2 separate regions of the Mus musculus genome follow, and region 2 is linked to region 1. A link is a contact called in public Hi-C data. All regions are on one chromosome and are shown on one strand. Each heading gives the region's core, a stretch centred on a gene start, on an enhancer-like site or on the middle of the called end of the contact. The rest is flanking DNA. Distances are from core to core; before and after follow the strand shown.

Region 1 (5,899 bases), core at 2,475-4,974:
CTGGCCCTAAACTCAGAGCTTCTCTTGCATCTACCTCTGAAGTACTGGAATTAAAGGCACAAGCCTGGAGACCGGCTGAGCTGATCCTCTTGAGAACTGCAGCCTCCAAGGATGGGTCTTTGGCAGTCACACTTGCCTTGTGAGAACCCTGACTATACCATTATATAGGGTATAAGACCAAAGTCTGACAACTTGATATAAACTAGACTGACTAGTTTCTTTCCCTTGGAAATTGGAACACTTTTTTCTTTTTTTTCTTTTCCTTGTGTATCCTTGGGTGTTCTAGAACTAGCTCTGTAGACCAGGCTGGCCTTGAACTTGGAGAGCTGCCTGCCCCTGCTTTCTAAAAGCTGGTGTGCACAAAGACTGCACAGGTAGAATCCACCAATATTAATGAGTTAGCTTGCTCTTGACATGAGGGTCAGTAAGCTTGGCAAATGTTCTCATAGGAGCAGGTCCAAAGAGAATGAAGAAGTTTTACAGGAAGAAGAAGGGGGGGGGGGGAAAGCAGAGACAAAAGTCCATGTGACCAGAGAGAAGGGACTTGAGGGACATGGCTTCCAGTTGATATTTAATGTCCTTGTGTGAGATTGGCCCATTGTGACATTCCTATTAGTATTTTCAGATTGTAGATAGTGTTTTGCTGTGTGGCCCTGGCTGGCTTTGAACTTGTGATCTTCTGGCTCCAGCTTCCTGAGTGTTGGAATTAGAGGTTTGTGCTGCTATGCATGCCCGGTTGCTTTGCAAGATGGTGGGAATTTTTTGTATTTTGGGATTTTTTTTTTCCTTGATACATTTATTTTGTGTCCATGTGTATGTGAATGGGTGCACCTGTGCTGTGGCTACAGACAGAGGGCAGAGAACAATTTCCAGGAGTTGTTTTTCTCCTTTCGCCATGTGGATCCTGGCATTGAACATGGGTCATCAGTTTTGTTGGCAGCTGAACAGACACACAGACACACACCGATTCACACACTACATAGACACACACACACATAGATACACATACCACACACAAATACACCATACACACACATATACAAAGACACACACACTGCACACACACACTACACAGACACACACACACAACATACACACACTGCATACACAGACACACAGAGAGAGAGGGAGAGGGAAAAGAGATTGATTTTGCATGAAGACATATGTGTGATTTTGGCACTTGCAAAGACAAGGCTCTAGGCAAGGACTGAATTTTTGTCAGATTAGTTTTTCCATTCAGCGAATATGGGTTAACTTCTCTCCGATCTTAGTCCTTTTGAAGACAGTTGTGTAAGAAGAGATACATATAGAGAATTGCTGGATTGTCCGATAATGGGCACAGGAAGGACCCAACTCTCCTGTGGTAGAGGTGGAGGGCATTGAAACATGCCACTGAAACAGTAGGAACATGCTGGGCCAGAGGGAGGAAGGGCTGTTGAGGCAAAGAGGATGGGCAGTCAGGGGAAATGATGCGAGAACAAGCAAGGTGCATTTAGGAAAGAACGACAGGGGGCTGACTTGTAGGGGACATGATGGAGAATGGTGGGTAGAGTCTTGGAGGAAGATAGAAGGCTAAGGATCTTACTTCCTGGATACAGGGAGCTTGAACTTGCTGGGAAGCCTCTTTGTATGAACCATTCTTGTCTCTAGAGGGATTAGACATCTTGGGTATTCAAGAAATGCTTGCTGAATTAGTGGCAGGCAGACAGGTGAGTGGTTTGTTTGTTGGGCAACAAGTACACTCACACCCAGCTTTCCTTTGGGTTTTCTCTTCTACAGAAAAGACAATCATCAAGAAGCCAATACAGAGAGATGCGAGTGGGGCAGGGGACTTCATCTTCCTGTTAGATTTAAAGGCTGCCTCTTTTTATGTGGCAATTCCATGAGTTGGAGAGAAGATTTGAGGGTAGCATGAGAATGAGGAATGCTGTATATGTTTATTCATTCCTCCCCCCCCCCCCAGTCTTGGTATGTCTATGGAGTCCTGGCTATTTTGGAGCTCATGATGTAGAGCACGTTGTCCTCAAATTCACAAAAACCTGCCAGCCTCTGCCTCAGGATGGCTGTGACTAAAGGCACGTACCATTATGCCCACCCAGCTCCTATGCACTTTTGACAGTTGTTCTATTGAAGGCGCGTGAATGTTCACAAAATCAGAATTAAACACTGTGGCGTTAAAGTTTTGTGATCATTGTCTTCCCTCAGTTGTACTGTTGCAAGGATTCTAAACTCAGTGTAATTCCTGGTTTTTAGGTATTTAGAGGCCATGAGAATGGATGTCAGCGGAAACAAACTCAGAGAATGCCCAAACTGATATAAAGGAAAGGAAAAGTACTATTTGGTAATAAAGTTAGTCTAAGTAATATTCTCTGGGGCTGGGTTCCCTTGGAGTTGAGAGGGTACATGGTAGCCTTCCCGTAAGTTCTGGACTTTTAAGTTGGCTCCAAACCCCTTAAGGTCAGGTCACTTCTCCAAGAGTTCTGGTGGACGTTTCTTTTGTGTTCAAATTAGTGATCGCTAGTGGACTATTCTGGTCACCGCTGACTGGAGAACAGAAAGAATTTAGGACTGTGGTAAGGAATATTAAAGAATTCTTTCAACGGCTCAAGTTTGGCCACTTATTAATGTCCAGTAGGGATCAAGTTAAATCTTCTCCCCCAAACCAACCATATTTACCCCAGGGAGGTTTTCCAAATCAAGATAGTGGGAGTGGACCTGGGGTACTCCAACTGAGGACATCAGAGGGGTGAAACACTTGGGCAAGTTCCTTCTGCCCCACGACTTGCTATCTAGAGATGTTCCTGAAATTCATTTATGGCAGGACGGAGGCCACTTTTCCGGGGGAACTGTCTGAGTGGGTTGGGAGTAGGGGAAATGGGAAGCGAGATTCTCCGGCGGCTGGCAGTTTGGGGAGGAACGCTTCGCGGCACTCATCAGGGGCGCGAGAACAGTGGCCTTGAAGACCCAGACGGCCAGCGGTGAACGCAGGACACCTAGGCAACTTCCGGGTTTGGAAACGCTCCACCCAGCTCTGGACAGACTACCAGGTCTCCAGGCGCATGCGCCGCCGCTCTGGGACCGACCCAAGTCACCCCAAACAACTAATTGGGCCCCCGGCCCGCTTGGGGCGTACCATTTGTCTCAGCTGGGGGGTGGAGGCAAAGCTCCCCCACAGGACTCTGAAACCCGCTCTCCTTCCTCAGCCAGGAGCGCAGGCTAGCTCTCGTAAAAGTCCTGGGAAGATGGAGGGCTGAGAGGCGGCTCGCACGAGGAACTCGGGAGGAGCACGCACCGCCCAGCCTCCGAGGCTCTGAACAAAGTGGCACGCCCGGATCCCAGCTGATCCGTCGGGCTCCGGCGGCGGCGGTGGCTCCCCCGGGCGAGACCATCGCGCCGCCTCGGGAGGGGTGTCCGCCTCGGGGAGGGGGCGGAGCGGCCATTGTCCGGTCAGCGCAGTCTACGGGGCGGGGGAGGGGATTACGGAGCGAGCGGGGGCCCGGGGCGTCACAGCCGGCCGCTGCGACTCCACTGCCGGCGGGGGCTACGGGTTCCTCCCCACCCAGCCCCGGACCCGCCAGCGCCGCCGCACGGGACAGCGCCGTGGCTGGGGGGCGGCGGAGAGAGCCGCCAAGGCCGCCAGATCTCCCCGGCTCGCACGGCCCAGCCCCTCCTCCGCAGCTCCCCTCCCTCTCCTCGCCGCGCCCCCCCCCTCCGCAGGCCGAGTGGTGCGGCCCGCCTCCAGCTGACCCGCCTGGAATCCCGGCTCGGAGCTCCGGACTCGCGCCCGCCTGCGCGCCCGCTCCCTCCCCCTCCCCCCGCCCCGCGCCCCCCGCCGCTGCCGCCGCCGCCTCCGCTTCCTCCGAGGGGGGCTCAGGCCCAGCCGCCGTCGCCTCCGAGCTCCGCCGCCGCCGCCGCCGAGCACCATGGGAGACGCCGGGAGCGAGCGCAGCAAAGCGCCCAGCCTGCCGCCTCGCTGTCCCTGCGGCTTCTGGGGGTAAGTGTGGGGGCAGGGGCGCGGGCTCGGGCCTCGGGGTGGCGGTGGGGACCCGAGGGAGGCCAGAGCCCCGGGAAGCTGGGCCGCGGAAGCCGGGCCTCGGGGGAGCGGGCGGGGACCGCGGCCTCGGCCTGAGGAGGGCTGCGGGAAGGGGACGCTGGTGGGGGGGGGGGGAGGAGGAAGAAGAGGAGGAATAGGAATAAGAGGAGCAGGAGGACCAGGACCGCTCGGGCCGCGCTACCCTCTGTGGGACTCGCTGGCCCGAGGCCGGCTTGGGGTGAGGGGCCACGGGTGAGCCGGAGGGACGAGGTGGCGGCGCTGGCACTTCTGACGGGGCAGGGTTGCCCCTTTTCCTTTTCCCTTGGCCTGTGGAGGCCAGTCCGCCTCCCCCTCATCTTGGTATGAGTTGGTGCCCAGCCATCAGGAGGGTATTTCCTCTGACTTTTTCACCTCCCCTCCTCCCTGCTGCTCCCCGGGAGATTTGCATCATCACTTCCTAAATTATATCTCAGTCCCCATTTGCTTTTAGGAAGCTGTTCACACGTCATACGTTTGAACAGATCCAGGGTCCAGAATTTGGGCTTGGGGTGTAAAGTTAAAAGGCATTGTTGAGGGTCTTACTTTTTAATCTAAAACATGTTTCAGGGAGTCTGTAAAATTACTCTGTCCAAAAAAACCCCTCCTCCACCACCACCACCACCACTACCACCACCACCACCACTATCACCATCATCACCACCATCATCATAACCACCAGCAACAACAAACAACAACAAGGAATCCCCCAAACAGATAAACACCCCTACCCAACTAAACCGAACCGAAAACAGAAACTTCTCAACAGAACCTCCAGCCAGCCTAGCTTGTGGAATGTGAGAGTTGCCTTCCTTCCTTGGCTCTCAAATTCTCTTTCCCTATTAAAAATTTTCTTTTTAAATGTTCACTACACAGAGTATAGAATTCCATGCCTCATTAGGGTGAGTTGGGGGAAGTTACAAATAGATTAGATAGATAGATGGGACCCCCCCACTCCTACCAGCAGTTATAGTTGGTCCTTGGAACACTTTGGGTTTTCTAGATTGTCACCTAACAAGCAATGGTCACAGCTCATGACTAGTTCTGTGTAAGGTTACTGGAGAGTTACAGCAGCTTTTGAGAGTCAGGCTTTTTATCCTTTTTAAAGATTGTGTTGGGATGTATATGAACGAAATTGGCTGTTTCTAGTGAAGATACCCTGGGAAGTAGCTATTTTATACTCCAGGAATGGTTGATAAAGAAATTAAAGACATGCTTAGGAGTGAAGAAGAGTAGAAAGTGCAGTGTAATGCAGATCTCTGGAAGGTTTCAAGTGTATCCTTTCAAAAAATTCTTCAGAGGAGGATAGGGATCTAGGACAAGTTGTAGCCTTAGCAGAAATTCCAAAGATGTAACAGTGTTTTAGCCGTAGAGTCTTCTTTGAATTTTAATTTGATTTAAAACATTTTAAAAGTTTATTTTGAACTTTATTATGAAAAAAAAAGTTGGAAAAAAACCACACATCAAAATTAACCAGCTCCAAAGACTTTACAGTGAGAGTTGTTGGAGTTATTGGCTTGTCTGTGAAGTGCTGAAGTGTTGGATGGATAGTCCAATTCTCCTAGGGATCTGACAGGGTTAGCTAGTACTGGATGGGAGGCATGCAGATGATGGGATGGCTAACTTGCTCCTCCTTGTAGGGAGTGCAGGGTGTGGTGGGCGAGTGCTCCAGAGAGCCTAGTGTCATCACATTTATGACATCACTTTGGAAAAATGTAGTGTCACAAGCCCTAAATTGTAACTTACTGTGGGACATGTGGCCTTAGAAAGTAGCTCCCAGTGCCCACCTCAGTGATTGCGCAGTGTGGAGAGGTCTGCTTCCTGGCAACC
Region 2 (5,700 bases), core at 1,605-4,104, 54 kb before region 1:
GCACCAATCTCTTCATCTTTTAAATGGGGACAATATTAATTTCAATCCAGAAATGGTTGGGGAATGGAGCTGGGCATGTGGCTCAGTTGGTAGGGAGCTCACTTAGCATCTCCAACACTATATAACGCTGGGACGGTGACTCACATTTGAAATCCCAGCATTCCGGAGGTAGAGGCAGGAGGATCTGTTCCAGTTTGCCCTCAGCTACATAGTGAGTTGGAGGCCACCCGGAGATACATGACCCCCTGTCTCCAAAAACAAGCAACAACAACAACAACAACAACAAATGTGCTAAACCCAGGAATGATGGTACACAGTATAATCCCAGCTTTTGGAACAAAGACATAAGAATGAAAAGGCTAAAGCTGCCAATGGCAACATAGTGAGTTCAAAGCCAACCTGGGCTACAGGAGACCTGTCTCTCAGATAGCTCAAGATGCAGTGGTGGCTTGGATTCTGGGTTTGGAATTGCTCCTGCCTAGCTGAGAGATTGGACCTCATTACCTGAGCTCACGTAACCTGGGCTTCATGAGACCTGATGAACATTTTTATGTAGTCGCTTCCCCTGGTTTAGACATGGCCACTGCTATCGTGAAATCAGAGCATCTCTGAGGAGCTGGCAGGAGAGCCTGACAAGCCAGGCCTAGAGCACTCTTTCATGGGAGAAGATAGAGGCACACAAGGCCCCTCCCACCCCTCTCAAAGGCTAGATAGGAGATGGAAAGTCAACTAGACATTAGAACTCTGGTTATTGTTGTTTTAATATAGGCTCTCATGTAGCCCAGGCTGGCCTCAGACTCATTATGTAGCCAAGGATGACCTTGAACTCCAGCTCTCCCTACCTCAGCCTTTTGAATCCTGGTGCCCGTACCACCTCCCCTGGGTTATTTGGTGCTGGCAATTATACGTGCTAAACTACACCCGCAGCTCTGAGGCACAGCTGAGGTACTTTCTGGCAGTGAGGCTGCCTTCGGAATCACCTACTCGGTGGTTTTCGAAGACTGGCTTGAATGGAAAACTCTTTAGTCTGTCCCAGACTTTCTGTTTGGGGTGAATGGACTTTTCTTTACATCACCCTAGGAAAAGTCACATGACAAGCATTTAAAACAGGGCCTCTGGGGGTCATTGAGATGGCTCAGCAGGCAAAGGCACTTGCCCCCAAGTCTGATAACCTGAGTTGGATCTCCAGGTTCCACATCTCAGGAGGAGAGAACCAAGTCCTGAAAGTTGTCCTGGACATCTCCTTAATTAATTAATTAACTAATTTTTTAAAAGTTTTTTTGTTTATACATATGTTTAGGTTTTTGTTTGTTTGGTTTTTTGGTTTTTGTTTTTGTTTTTTGTTTTTTCTCTGAAACAAGGTTTCTCTGTGTAGCCCTGGCAGACTTGGAACTCACTCTGTAGACCATGTTGGCTGCGAACTAACAGCGATCCCCCTGCATTTGCCTCCTGGGCGCTGGGATTAAAGACATGTACCACCACCACACAACTTAAAAAGAATTTAAAAAAAGAATTTAGAGCAGGGCCTGCCACCTTGTTAAGAGCCTTAACAGTACGTGGATCTGAATCTTTTTTTATTTTTAAAGCCTTATTTATTGTATGTGAGTACACTGTCACTGTCTTCAGACACACCAGAAGAGGGCATCGGATCCCCATTACAGATGGTTGTGAGTCACCATGTGGTTGCTGGGAATTGAACTCAGGACCTCTGAAAGAGCAGTCAGTTCTCTTAACTGCTGAGCCATCTCTCCAGCCCACGGATCTCTGTGGTGGTTTTAATATGCTTAGTGCCCAGGGAGTGGCACTATTAGAAAGTCTGGCCTTGTTGGAGTAGTTGTGGTCTTGTTGGAGGAAGTGTGTCACTGTGGGGTGGACAATGAGACCCTTGTCCTAGCTGCCTGGAAGCCAGTTTTCTCCTAGTGGCCTTCAGATGAAGATATAGAATTCTCAATTCCTCCTGCACCATGACTGCCTGGATGCTGCCATGCTCCCACCTTGATGATTATGGACTGAACCTCTGAACCTGTAAGCCAGCCCCAATTAAATGTTGTCCTTAGAAGAGTTACCTTGGTCATGGTGTCTGTTCACAGCAGTAAAACTCTAAGACAACCTCTAAGCTGCCGTGGTGTGAACAGTCCAAGAAGACCAAACACACCGCAGACAACCAACTCTAACATTCAGGGCTTGTGAAAAATGAATCCTGATTTCAAAAAATATTCAAATTGCTGGGAAGGGGGTGGGGGATGTGCTTCTTGGAAAAAAGAAATACAAAATTACTCTCTATTCCGTTCTCATTGCGCCCTAACTGAAGTACTTAGCCTCCTGCCAGCTGCGCGGCAGGCGCAGAATAAACATTTGTTGAAGAAATGAATGAATGACAGGTGGGCCACTGCACAAGTGTAGAGACATAAGGAGCTGGCACCCTGGCAACAGCCACGCCCCCTGGCAACAGCTCTGCCCCCTCCACTGTGGACCCAACTCTGACTTTTCAGCCTCCCCACGCCCACCCCCCCTCCCCGCATTGTCCAGACCCCAAGTCCAGTAGGTGTTACCACAGGTTTTTTTGGGGTATGAGCCAATAGTCTCTTCTACACACGCAAGTTCTGGGGTCTCCTAGCCTCGGCTAAACACACTTCTTTGGGACCCTTAACCGTGACTCCAGGGAAGGGAGATTAGGATTTTCAGGTTCCTGAAGCAGTTGCAGAGAGATGCTTGTGGGGAGGAGGGACACAGAAAAGAAATTGTGTGAGTGGTCCCAGAATGTGCAATGTGCAATGGCCGAGAGCACAGTCCTTCCCTCCTCGCGTGGTGGCGGGTTGAGGCAGAGAGTAGAGTACAGGCAGTGAGCTGCTTCCTGTCTCCCTCCTCCAGCCCACCCCCCTCACCTGCTTCCTTCTCTTCTGACTCACTCGGGGCCTGCTCTCTAACCTCCTTCATGCAAACACTGATTAATTTCCTTCCAGTCTCTAAGATGCACTTTAATCCTGGAGGGAGAGCAGGGAGCGGGGTGGGACTCAAGGCCAGTGGAAGTCAGAGCTGGGAGTTGCCACACCAGTGAGGGGGCCCTCCTCATACAGAGCCTCCACACTCTGGCTGTTGCCACAAAGATTTAATTTGTGTCTTAATGGGCCTCAGCCTCCTGCATAAAAGCCCTAAAGTGCCTTTTTATTAAAAAAAAAAAAAAAAAAAAAAACAAGTTGCTGATTGTATCTGCTGTGTCCTAGGGAAAGGCAGAGCTAAGGGCAGGGGGAGCAGGTGAAAAGAAGAAGTAGCTGGCCTTTCTTGAACTCCCCCTTTCTTGCTTACTAGTCTTGGTAGGTAGTGAGTATATGGCGAACCCCTTACTGGTCTTGTCAAGAACAGTGAGGACTCAAATACCTGATGCTGCCATTCAATCGGATCTAACAACTAATCCCAGCTCTCTTATGAAGACAGAGCTGGCTGGTGTCCTGAGACTTTATGGGGCAGAAGGAGAGGTACCCCAGTTGGCCCAGTTCTTAATTTATTCCTTCTGAGGAACTGTAGCCACTTCCAGTCCCTTGTCCCTCCCACACATAATCACCAAGTTCAGCGCCCTGGAAGCCCCCTTTGAAACTCTCTGCCAAAGAGCAATGAGCTAAGACCTTGGGTTGTTGAAACATAGCATTACAAGCAATTTCATTCTGGATCTGCTTGGCTTTTCTTTGTGATTGGTGAACCAGGGCAGCCTCTACTCTGCAGACAGAGCGAGCATGCAACACCACATGCAACACCAACCAGCATAGTGGGCTTGTAAGATGGGATCAAGAGAGGGAATGAGAGCAAAGGGAAAATTTGCCCAATGATTGACATCAAATAAATTCAAGTCACTTTTTTGTAGTGGTTTAAGTAGGGGGTCTTGGGACTTAAGAGATGGCTCAGCAGTTAAGAGTCCATGTAGGAGAGAGAGAGAGAGAGAGAGAGAGAGAGAGAGAGAAAGAGAGAGAGAGATTGCTCTTCCTTTGGAGTTTGAGTCCCAGCACCACATAGGTGGTTAGCTCACAACCATCTCTACCTCTAGCTCCAGGGAGATCAGACCCACACAAGTACACATAAATCAAAATAATAAATAAAATTTAAAAAAACCAAACAAACAGAGGGTTTGGGGCTGGCAAAATGTCTGCTCGCCACTTGAATTCTATCTTCTGAATGCACAAGGCAGAAAGAACAAACTTTCACAAGTTATTCTCTGGATTCCAGATCCTTGCTGTGACATGCGTGTGCCCCATCCATAAGATAAATAAATGTAATTTTTCAAAACTCAGAGAGCCTTTCCTTATCTTACTAACTCAGGTGCGCTAGACCCTCCTGTTTTCAGGGGAAACATATCTTTTGGGGGATCTGTCTGTTAAAATGTCTGTTTGGTTTTATGGCATTGAGAATGGATGACTCTATTTTGGTTTGGCCAAATCCACTGGGGCCTGTTATAGGTGTTCACCACCACCACCCCACTCCCCCTCCCCATCATCTTCTGTCATCTTGTTTACTAGCTCAACTACTTCTATATCTTTAGCTCCTCCTAGAATCCCTCTCGATTCTCCTTGTTTCTTCCATAGCTGAACACCCTTTATCCCCGACACACACGCGCGCACACACGCGAGGCCCTTGATGCTAGAGGAAGGTGGGTTAGAATTCTGAGTTCAGAGGGAAGTAGTCAGGTCTCCCAGCTGTCATGGATCAATCCCAATAGCAGGAGTCCTAAAATACCATTGCTTGATATCAAGATCTAACCTCCCATAACGTTCCAAACTCGTAGAGTCAAGCTGGCTGGCCCACCCAGCAGGGAGAAACAAGTATACCTGAGCAGGGGAATTCTATGCCAATCAAAACAATGGAAACTACCTCCTGTATGGGAATGGGACATCCAAGATGAACTGCCACGACATTCAGGAATCCAGCTGTTCCTGCCCAACAAAGATTATCACAGCTGGGCTACTAGAACCTAGGTTGCTCTTGGAGAGGGTGGGGAGGATCATGAGACGCTCACCTGAGTAGCTCCCAAATCCAGATGTTTGCAATTCTGCCCTAACTGCATGCGGCCTCAGGATCTCTAAGAGGGGAGGGAGTTTATAGGGTGAGGAAGGTGGAGGGAATGGGACTCCCTATAACACCACTATGGGGGAGCTGTCGCCCCTTGCTGGTGCAGATCCTCCAGTGTGAGTGTTTTAAGGTCGTCTACACACCCTCCCATAACCTCACAACCCAGTGCCCTGGAAGTTAGCCTAGTAAACTTATTGTTTGAACTTGGATGGACTCAACTTGGTTTCTCATTGGGACTTTAGCAAAAGGGGTAGATGTTTACAACTCCTCCAAGGGAGGGATTTTTAGCAACATAACCACAACTAAGATAGTCAAGTGTCATGATTTTCCCTGTCCAATTACGTTAGGGCAGCAGGAGGCCTGTGATTGGACAGGGAAAAGGGAGGCGGGCTGTTGTAGAGACAGAGAGCATCTCCAGGAGAGGGGAAGAAGGAAATAGGCCAAGATAGAAGCAGACGTGAACCAGCAATGGCTTTAACCAGCCACAGGTAGTTATGATATCATAAGTTTAGAATAATTGGGATAAAGCTTTTATCATTATCAATTGTTTCTGAAATTATTGTATTAGCATCGTGTAAATTGAGAATTTATTGATATATAAATCTGATTGGTTAATTATAAGCTTTAAGAGTTTTCATTCTA

What was found. Hi-C and Micro-C count contacts between places; a contact is called where the count stands out from the background.
Region 2: a Hi-C map of the N1E-115 cell line shows a contact between it and region 1, with 2.7 times the contacts expected there. The contact joins the enhancer-like site here to the promoter of Zfand3 in region 1. A contact is called at or near these places in 1 of 484 Hi-C or Micro-C datasets (the N1E-115 cell line), 4 of 115 datasets of contacts at active chromatin or transcription factors (CD8 T cells and embryonic stem cells) and 2 of 9 other capture datasets (adipose tissue and pancreatic islet).

Annotation. Positions count from the first base shown.
Region 1 is chr17:30,001,315-30,007,213 of GRCm38.p6, forward strand. It overlaps Zfand3 (zinc finger, AN1-type domain 3), which reads left to right and starts at 3,725. Exons shown (of 6, transcript NM_001356265.1): 1 at 3,725-3,994. The coding sequence starts at 3,924.
Region 2 is chr17:29,948,382-29,954,081 of GRCm38.p6, forward strand. No RefSeq gene overlaps it. Among named protein-coding and RNA genes, the nearest start is that of Zfand3, 54 kb to the right of the region's middle. Within about 2 kb of position 2,855, at least 31 of the 459 cell types and tissues checked have an H3K27ac peak or open chromatin away from gene starts, as enhancers often do. A contact at or near this core is called in CD8 T cells and the N1E-115 cell line, where this site is marked.